3 separate regions of the Sus scrofa genome follow, and all the other regions are linked to region 1. A link is a contact called in public HiChIP or PLAC-seq and promoter capture Hi-C data. All regions are on one chromosome and are shown on one strand. Each heading gives the region's core, a stretch centred on a gene start, on an enhancer-like site or on the middle of the called end of the contact. The rest is flanking DNA. Distances are from core to core; before and after follow the strand shown.

Evidence for each region. Promoter capture Hi-C pulls out the DNA fragments that hold promoters and counts their contacts. HiChIP or PLAC-seq counts read pairs in DNA pulled down with a chosen protein or histone mark.
Region 2: a contact with region 1 is called in an H3K27ac HiChIP or PLAC-seq map of alveolar macrophages. The contact joins the promoter of TRNP1 here to the promoter of TMEM222 in region 1. A contact is called at or near these places in 1 of 5 promoter capture datasets (liver) and 1 of 2 datasets of contacts at active chromatin or transcription factors (alveolar macrophages).
Region 3: a promoter capture Hi-C map of fetal skeletal muscle shows a contact between it and region 1, with 7 times the contacts expected there. The contact joins the promoter of LOC110261122 here to the promoter of TMEM222 in region 1. A contact is called at or near these places in 2 of 5 promoter capture datasets (fetal liver and fetal skeletal muscle), 6 of 47 Hi-C or Micro-C datasets (brain, embryonic fibroblasts, omental adipose tissue and 3 more) and 2 of 2 datasets of contacts at active chromatin or transcription factors (alveolar macrophages and skeletal muscle).

The regions. Positions count from the first base shown.
Region 1 is chr6:84,545,492-84,548,321 of Sscrofa11.1, forward strand. It overlaps TMEM222 (transmembrane protein 222), which reads left to right and starts at 1,403. Exons shown (of 6, transcript XM_003482003.4): 1 at 1,403-1,651. The coding sequence starts at 1,455. It overlaps LOC102165905 (a long non-coding RNA gene), which reads right to left and starts at 1,391. Exons shown (of 2, transcript XR_299851.3): 1 at 1,032-1,391.
Region 2 is chr6:84,292,151-84,294,980 of Sscrofa11.1, forward strand. TRNP1 (TMF1-regulated nuclear protein 1) reads left to right here and starts at 1,469. Exons shown (of 2, transcript NM_001243828.2): 1 at 1,469-2,481. The coding sequence starts at 1,616. The coding sequence ends at 2,320.
Region 3 is chr6:84,801,101-84,803,930 of Sscrofa11.1, forward strand. LOC110261122 (ankyrin repeat domain-containing protein 34A-like) reads right to left here and starts at 1,407. Exons shown (of 4, transcript XM_021095643.1): 1 at 1,372-1,407; 2 at 594-691. The coding sequence starts at 1,387.

The sequences.
Region 1 (2,830 bases), core at 153-2,652:
TAGAGGAATGTCTAAGGTATAGACTTCCTTGGAGCCTATGATCCAGAAAAGATGAGACAGCTATAGTGATTGATTCAAGATGAAATTTATTCATTCAACAAACATATACTGCACACCTAATCTATTCCATACCTGGCCAGATGCTGGTTGTTGCCCTTCAAGGATCACTTACTACACATGGGTCACAGGAGAGGCACAAAGATACTCAAAGAATTTTGAGTGGGTTAGAATCATTTTCTGCGGTGATAATCTGCAAGGCCTTTATAAAACACCCATTCAATCATTCAGTAAATCAGTAAATATCTAGTGGGCATCTGTTCTACACTAGGAACAATGCTAGGTACGGAAATTAAGGACCTTAGAGTTCCATAACAGAAAGACATACCCCTCAAAACGCACTGAAACATTAGGTGCTAAAAACAGGACAGCAGGCTTTCTTTAGAACAACTTTAAGAGAGCGTGATTCAGTGGAAGAAAAACCTTCCCGGAAAGGCATAGCTCAAACCTTCCTAAGTGGATTTGTCCAAATCTCCCTCTAGCCTGATTTTTAGCCACTGCCTTCCTCCCCCCCCCCCATTTTCCCCTTCCTACCCCAGCAGATTCCATTTTCTTTGTCTATCTTGACATTTGTAAAAAAGCCCAAAGAATCCAAGGTTTGAGTCTGGCTTCTTTACATGATAGTGCGCGATCTCAGACAACTGTTTAACTTCCCCGAGCCTCGGTTTTCCCATTTGTACAATGAAAGGATTGGATCACATGGAAGGCTTGTAATTTAATCCTGCCAAGGTGATATTCACACTCCTGCACACTGTGTTCTGCAAGGCCTTTTTTTCTCTGCCCGGCTGCACGCATCCCTCCACCCCATCCCTGAGCCACCTGGCAAACAGCTCAAGTATCTTCAGGCAAATCTTCCCTGTTTCTACACACACGCCACACATTATTTCAGTCTATCCTTCCTTTATCACTACCTCGTGAGAGACTACAGAATGACAAAGGGGAGACAGACTTAGGTTTGAGTCGTGGCCACTTACCTCACCTCTTAAGCGTCAATATATCACTTGTAACCTGGGGAAATACCCAAATTCGCATGTCTAACAGACTGTGGGGATTAAAAACAGTGTATATCAAGGCAAGGCTTGGCGCCTAAGAAGCGCTCAGCAGAGACCGTACCACCCTCTTAGGAGCCCTTAGCGTACTGAATGACAGAGTCCTTGGTGGGTCTCCCGCACTAGACTGAGCGCTGCCTGAGGGCATCCCTTCCGCAGCGGTGCTGTGCCAGCGCAAACACTTCTGGCTGGTCCGCGCAGAAGGAACCAGGGCCAGGCAGGCCGGGCCCAGAGGGACGCGGTTCCAATTCCCGGGGGGAGGCCAAGCCGGGCGGACCGCACCTCCGGGAAGTGACGCCACCGAGCGAGCTGCTCCCGGACGGGGGCCGACCGGAACGGGCGCGCAGCATGGCGGAAGCGGAAGGGAGTTCGCCGCTCCTGTTGCCGCCGCCACCGCCGCCCCCGCCCGGGATGGCGGAAGTGGAGGCGCCGACGGCGGCCGACACGGACAAGAAGCAATTTAGCTGCGCGAGCGGCGGCGCCATGGACGTTGAGCGGAGCCGCTTCCCCTACTGTGTGGTGTGGACGCCCATCCCGGTGCTCACGTGAGTTTCCTCCCGCGTCCGCCCTGGGACCGGGAGAACCGGAGCCCGCGCGACGTCCTCCCGCTGCCCCGGCCCCAACGCACAATAAACCCTTCCTTAGGGTCCGGGGTTCGCCAGAACCCTGCCACCCGCGCAGCGCCAGTTTTGCTGACGGTCACAACCAGCTCCCCTCCCTCATTACACCCGGTCTAATCCGGGAGAAAGACAGTTGTTGACCGCGGAAAAGGTTCTGTGGCTGGGAAGCTCAGGACCTGTGGGCGTACTGATCCGGCCCCTAACCGGGTCTGAGAGAGACATCTTCATTCAACTCACTGGCTTATTCATTCATTAAACAAATGATTGCTGATCACTTCCTATACGCAAGACAACTGCTAGGTCTGGAGGCAAGAGTGGGAGTTTGGTTGGGACCACACCGACTTCTGAGATGCTGTCACTGGAAAGGTTCCCAGAGATCTGGGAGTCCAACCCTTTGTCTCACAAATGAGGCTGGAGATCACACACCATCTCAGTTGCAAAGTGGGTTTAAGTTGCAGGGTGTCTTTGTCAGAAGAGAAGGCAGATGCTCTGGTACTGCTGGCGCCTTTTAGCAAGAACTCCTGGTGGGAGTAGAGGGGGAGCTGGTTTGCCCTTGTGCTTCAGCCTTGACAGCTGGTAATAACCACTCTTCACAGTGCTGGACAGTTGGCCAAGCTCTTTCATGCCCATTTTTCTTGTGTGTGAGTTTCACAGCCACTTTCTAAAGTAGGAATTACATTCTCAGATGATGAAGCTGTACCATTAAATACCCTGATCAGGTTCACATGACAGTAAACAAAGGCATCCCAAACTCAGTTTTCTGACTCCATAAGTTGCTCTTCTTTGACTCCATCCTATCCCCTCTCACCTGATGGGATAGATTTGTCCCTTCTATCCAAAACAGCCAACTTCTCGGAGTTCCCGTCGTGGCGCAGTGGTTGACGAATCCGACTGGGAACCATGAGGTTGCGGGTTCGGTCCCTGCCCTTGCTCGGTGGGTTGACGATCCGGCGTTGCCGTGAGCTGTGGTGTAGGTTGCGGACGCGGCTCGGATCCCGAGTTGCTGTGGCTCTGGTGTAGGCCAGTGGCTACAGCTCCGATTCAACCCCTAGCCTGGGAAGCTCCATATGCCGCAGGAGCGGCCCAAGGGATAGCAAACAAACA
Region 2 (2,830 bases), core at 219-2,718, 250 kb before region 1:
CAAGGGGTAACCTGCTAACCTTCCCATTGAGCCCCTCTGAGTTCCTGAGCCCCACCCCCCTCCCTCTGTGAGCCTCTGGCACCAATGTGCCCACTAATCCCCTCTTTCCTCACTGAGCCCATCGCATTCACTGAGCCCACGCCCTCAGCCTCCCCTGGGCCTCCACTTCCCGTCATTGAACACCCCCCCATCCCCTCCGAAGTCCTCCTCCCCCTTCACTGAGCTTAATGCCCCCTCAAGCTCCTCTCTGAGCTCCTCTGAGCTACCTCTCAGGAGCCGGGCTGTTGCCCCACAAGTCCCCATCACTCAATCTAAGGCATTTACAAGCACTTAGAGAACACGATGGGGTGTGGGCATGGGGGTGGGGGGGGATGCCTCACCCCCATCAGCCTCCTTTTCAGGCTGGGGCAGTAATCACACTGGCCACACATTTGTCAGGTCCCCCCTGAGCCCAAGATCTGTTGCAGTTCTTCCCAATCAGTTTCAGCTGTTTTTTGGCCCTCCAGCCCCTGCCACCGCCCAACACAGAGACCTCTCAGTTATGATGACACTTTCAAGCACATGGCAGGGCTACGGAGTCTGGGTCAGTGTTTGGAGGTAGTATGGCCGTCACTTCTGCTGTGGGAAAATGGCCAGAACTCAGTACCATCATTTTGCCAGTATGACTAAAGTCCCAGTTAAAGAGGGTACCCTCAGTGACAATGAAAAGATTCGGGTATCTGAGCTCTCAGAGGGCACGAATGGCTGAGTTTGTCCCTGAATGGTCTAGATTCAGACCCCGATCTTGGTAAGGCTCCACTGCACCTTCTGGATCTGTTTCCGCCTCTGTGTAAAAGGTGTAGGGACACCTACTGGGAGGAGCAAACAGGGGCAAGAACATGGAAAGAATTTTGCCCACTGTGCGGTGGGGCTCCTCTAGGGGGCCCACCAAGAGTTGCCAAAGCCACGCAGCAGCAGCCGTTCCGCAAATTAAGGGCCTGCCTGGTGAGTAACCAACCCTGCCATATCCCCACCTCGACACCAGTAGCTCCTCTGTGTTAATCTCTACATCGCCACAGGAAGATTGGAGAACAGGGTCCTGGCGAAGTTTATGGCCCAGGAGACCAGGTAGAGCCTATTCGGCCAAGGGGCAGCGTGCGGTACAGGAAGGTGGACGGTGTAAGGAATCAAAACTCTTGAGTTCTAGTCCAGCTTTCACTGGTACCTGGTGTGCCATCAGGCAAAACTCTCAGCACCAGCTACTATAGCTTTTGGCTCAGGGGCCAGACGAGAGAAGATGCGTTCCCCTTTCCACCCCGATTTTGGGGGAGGTAGATAGGGACTGGCTGCCCTAACGGGGCTGCGTGGAACGAAGGTCCAAGGACCCGAAGGGTTTGAGCTCAGTCCTGACGGGGCGGGGCATGGGAGGCGGGTTCAGGACCTGACAGTCTGACTGGCTGTGCTGCCCTTCGCTCCGCCCCGTGTCCTATAAGACGCACCGGCAGCCGGCGCGGCGCTGGCGCAAGGCTTTGGCTGCATCTTTCTCGCGTGTGCGTCCTCCCCCGGGTCGGGGGACAGCGGGGGACAGCCAGCCAAACCCGAGGATCGACTGTTGTGGGCCGCCAGGGGGCGGGGGATGCCGGGCTGCCGCATCAGCGCCTGCGGCCCGGGGGCCCAGGAAGGGACGGCGGAACCCGGGTCTCCACCGCCGCCGCCCCGGGAGCCCTTGTCGTCCCCTGAGCCCCCACCTTCAACTCCGACCTTGACCCCGACCCCGGCTCAGGCTTCACCGCTGCCCGAGGTGGTCCCGGAGTCGGCGGGCTCAGCGGAGGGGCAGGAGCTACAGCGTTGGCGTCAGGGCGCTAGCGGGGGCGCTGGGGGTACTGGGCCGGCAGGGGGCGCGGGCGGCGGCCCCAGCAAGGTGGCTGCCGCGGCTGCCGGGTCTGGGGGCCGTGCGCTGGAGCTGGCCGAAGCTCGGCGGCGGCTGCTGGAGGTGGAGGGCCGCCGGCGCCTGGTGTCAGAGCTGGAGAGCCGCGTGCTGCAGCTGCACCGCGTCTTCCTGGCCGCCGAGCTACGCCTGGCGCATCGCGCCGAAAGCCTGGGTCGCTTGAGCGGCGGCGTGGCGCAGGCCGAGCTCTACCTGGCAGCGCACGGGTCGCGGCTCAAAAAGGGCTCGCGCCGCGGTCGCCGCGCCCGCCCGCCCGCGCTGCTCGCCTCCGCGCTGGGTCTGGGCGGCTGTGTGCCCTGGGGCGCCGGGCGCCTGCGACGGGGCCACGGCCCCGAGCCTGACTCGCCCTTCCGCCGAAGCCCACCCCGCGGCCCTGCCTCCCCCCAGCGCTAACCTCCGCGCGGGGACCCCTGGCCACCCCGACAGGCAGTCGTCGACTGAAGGATTATGAACGCCGGCTGGACCGACGGCGCCACCCACGCGGACGGACAGACTGGCCGACCACAGGAAGAGAGTTGGGGGGCCGGGGGCCCAGTAAAGGAGGCTGAACTGAGGTGCGGTGCATCCATGGGGTGGAGCGGGGCGGGGCGGGGCAGGGCGGCGCTGCCTTCCAGGCTTCCCTTCCCCGGGGCTTCTGGAGTCTGCTGGGTCCTTAATAAAACTGTCCACTTTCTGTTGCCACCTCTCCCAGACCTCCTGGGGAGTGAGGTGGTAGCACCAAGTCGCCATTATATAGTTGGACAAATTGAGGATACTCAGATAGCAGGAGGGGTTTGCCAGCACACTTTTACCAATTGGAGCCTGCTGCACTGCGCAGCAACCCCCTCCCCCAAACCTCCACCTGCGCTCCCTTTCCTGGGTCCCTTGGGGCTGTAAGAAGAGTCTTGCCCTTGAGGCTGCTGC
Region 3 (2,830 bases), core at 157-2,656, 260 kb after region 1:
CCCACACCCCCTCCGGGTCATTAGGTCCCCGCCCCTCAACTCCCAGAGCACCAACGGAACCTTGGGATTTGGGGGTTGGAGGGGAGGTGCTCCTCCCTCCGCAGTCTCCCCCTTTCCCAGCGCGGTTCCTAAAATCCAGCCTTGTTCTCCGCTCCCACGGTCCCCCCTTCATTCCCCCCCCCGCCCCATTCTCAGCAAGCTGGAGAGCAAATTGCAGTTTTAAATCCAAAGACGGAGGGAGGGGGAGGAGGAGGGGGCGCGCGGCAGCGCTGGGCGCGCACCTCGCCCCCGAGCCGGGGGAGCCGCGGGGCGGCCAGGAAACCCGAGAACCCCCCCTCCCTGCCCCCCCTTCTCGTCCACCTCCCCCTCCCCCTTCCCGGCGCTGCCTGCCAGGCTTCGAGCCGAGCCCAGCCGAGCCGCGGGCCCCGGTGGAAACAAAGACCGATCGCACCGCGGGCACCGCAGCCACGGGGTCCGGCGGACCGGACCGGGGCACGCAGAGGGGGCGCGGGGCCCCCCCGGTGCGCTGCACAAAAGAGCCCGGCCGGACGGTCCCCAGCGGGGGTCTAGGGTGGGGAGGAGGCGCCACTCACCGGAGTGCTGGTCTGCCGGCTCCGTGGGTCCGAGCCAGGCGAAGGGCTTTGGGGGGCGTCTGTCTTCCGGCGGCGGCGGCGACGCGGGCGCCCGGCTGCTGGGGAGAGGAGTCGTGGAGGAGCCCTGAGCCGCCCGCCGTTGCTGACAGCATGGCTCGCGCCTCGGCTCACATTCTCCGCCGCTAACTCCGCTGGACACGGCCCCCCGCTCCCGCGGCGCCCCCCACCTCGATCACTCCTTCGCTCTCTCTGCGCCCCCCTCGCTCCCCCCACCGTGCACACACTCTCACAGCCCTGGACACCCCCGCCCCCACTCCCCCAATTGCAAACCTGGGAGGGAACGCGCCCCGCGTAGTCCTCCTCCTGCTCCTGCTCCTCTCCTCCGCCCTCCTCCCTCCCGCTCTCTCCGGCTGTCTGTCTGTCTGTCTGACTGTCTCTATCTCTCGCTCCCTCTGCCTTTCTCTGCTCTCAGAGCTGGGTGGGAAAAGGAAATGAGGACAGAAAGCAGACGCTGGCTTTGGGTGGTGGTAGCTGGATTCCCTCTCTCCCTCCCTCCCCCTCCTCCCCTCCCTCCTCCTGCCTTCTGCTCTCTCCGCTGCGAGCGGGGCTGAGCGCAGCCTGGCGGGTGGCTCGCTCTGCCCGCCCGCCCGCCCGCCTGTCTGTCTGTCTGGTCTGCCTCGCTCGCTCGCTCCCTCCCTCCGTCTCTCGCCCTCGCCCTGCCTGCCTGCCTCTCTCCGTCTCCGCCGCCGCCGCCGCTGCCTCTGCGAGCTCGCCTTACCTTCGCCGCTCACCATCCGGAACCCCAGGGGGGAGCGCGCGCGCGGCACGCCGGGACTTGTAGTCCCCGCCTCGGCCGCTCGGCGCGCGAGGCGGGCGGGGCGGCGCCCGCTGCTCCGACGGCGCGGCCGGGACCCCAGAGGGACACAGCGCCTGGGCCCCTCCCGCGGGGGCATGTTCTCTTTTACCAAGGGCTGCTGGTCTTCCTCAATGGTTGGGAACATTTCCCGCGTGCCTCGTCCCCCGCAGGGGCTCTGGCTCGAGCGGAGGTTGCGGGCGGCAGCGAAGGGGCGGGGTCTGCGAATAGAATGAGCGTAGAATGGGGAATCGAGGGATTAGCTAAAGGGCCTGCGACTTTCTGGGGCGTCCCAATTAAATGGGAGGGGAAGAAGAGAGAGGAGAGGGCCAGCTCCCTGAATTTGGGGGCGTTCTTCCTTTCTGAAAAGATTTCCTATTGAGTCAAGCGCAAAGGTTTATGGCGAGAGACCTGCTTCAGAAACCTCAAAGCCCACCAGCATCTCCTCCTCAGTGACATGAACTCAAGTTCTGAGCTCTGGGTTTAGCGCCGCCCACCAAAGCCCAGTCTTTCTGGCAGTCCAAGGGCGGCAAGGGCACAAAAGTCCTGGATGATCCACAGAACACACATACACACACCAATCCACAGAACACACACACACACACACACACACACACACACACGCATGCACACACACACGGGCTTTGCCTCCCTAAATTCGACTGAGTTTTTTCCTTGTGTCAGGAAACAAAATTCAGATTCAACAGTTCAGAGCTCCTGCTGTGCCCAGGGGGCTGGACTCAGCACTTTCACCTACCTCCTCTTCAGGTCACATCTGTTATCCAGCCCCTGGCTCCTGGCCCCCTGCCTGGCCTATCCCCACAGATGGGAATGTGCACTGCCAGGGCCTGGTTACCAAGGGGAAGTAGCTGGACAGCTCAGGAAGAACTGCTGCTGCCATTTATTGCACACGGCAGGGCCCTTGAGTCCTGCAAAGACCTGGCAAAATGGTACTGTTATCATTTCCATTTTAGAGATGAGGGCACTGAAGAAGTGGGAGAGCCCAGCCAGACCAGGGTGTGTTTGATTGCAAAGCCCACTGCTTACCCTCTGGGCCATGGCAGGGAGCTGTGACTCCCCAGGTCTCCATCTGACCTTCTCTCTCAGTGCCTGTGTGTCCTCCTTTGGCACCTCAATTCAACCAATGTTAACTGAGGTGTGCAAGGCTCACAGGGGACAAGGATATGAATAATGCATGGTCACTGTCCTGTCCTCAGTGTCTACCAACACCGGCCCTGACTGGTCCTGTGCTGGTCCCATTTCTGCACTACACACACTTCATCTGTGTGTCTGACAGTCCTTTGCCCAGTGTCTGCTGGCTGTTTCTGTCTTGCCCCATGTCTGAAGTTCCTTCAGCAGTGCCTTTGTCCTTGGCCCACCTGTT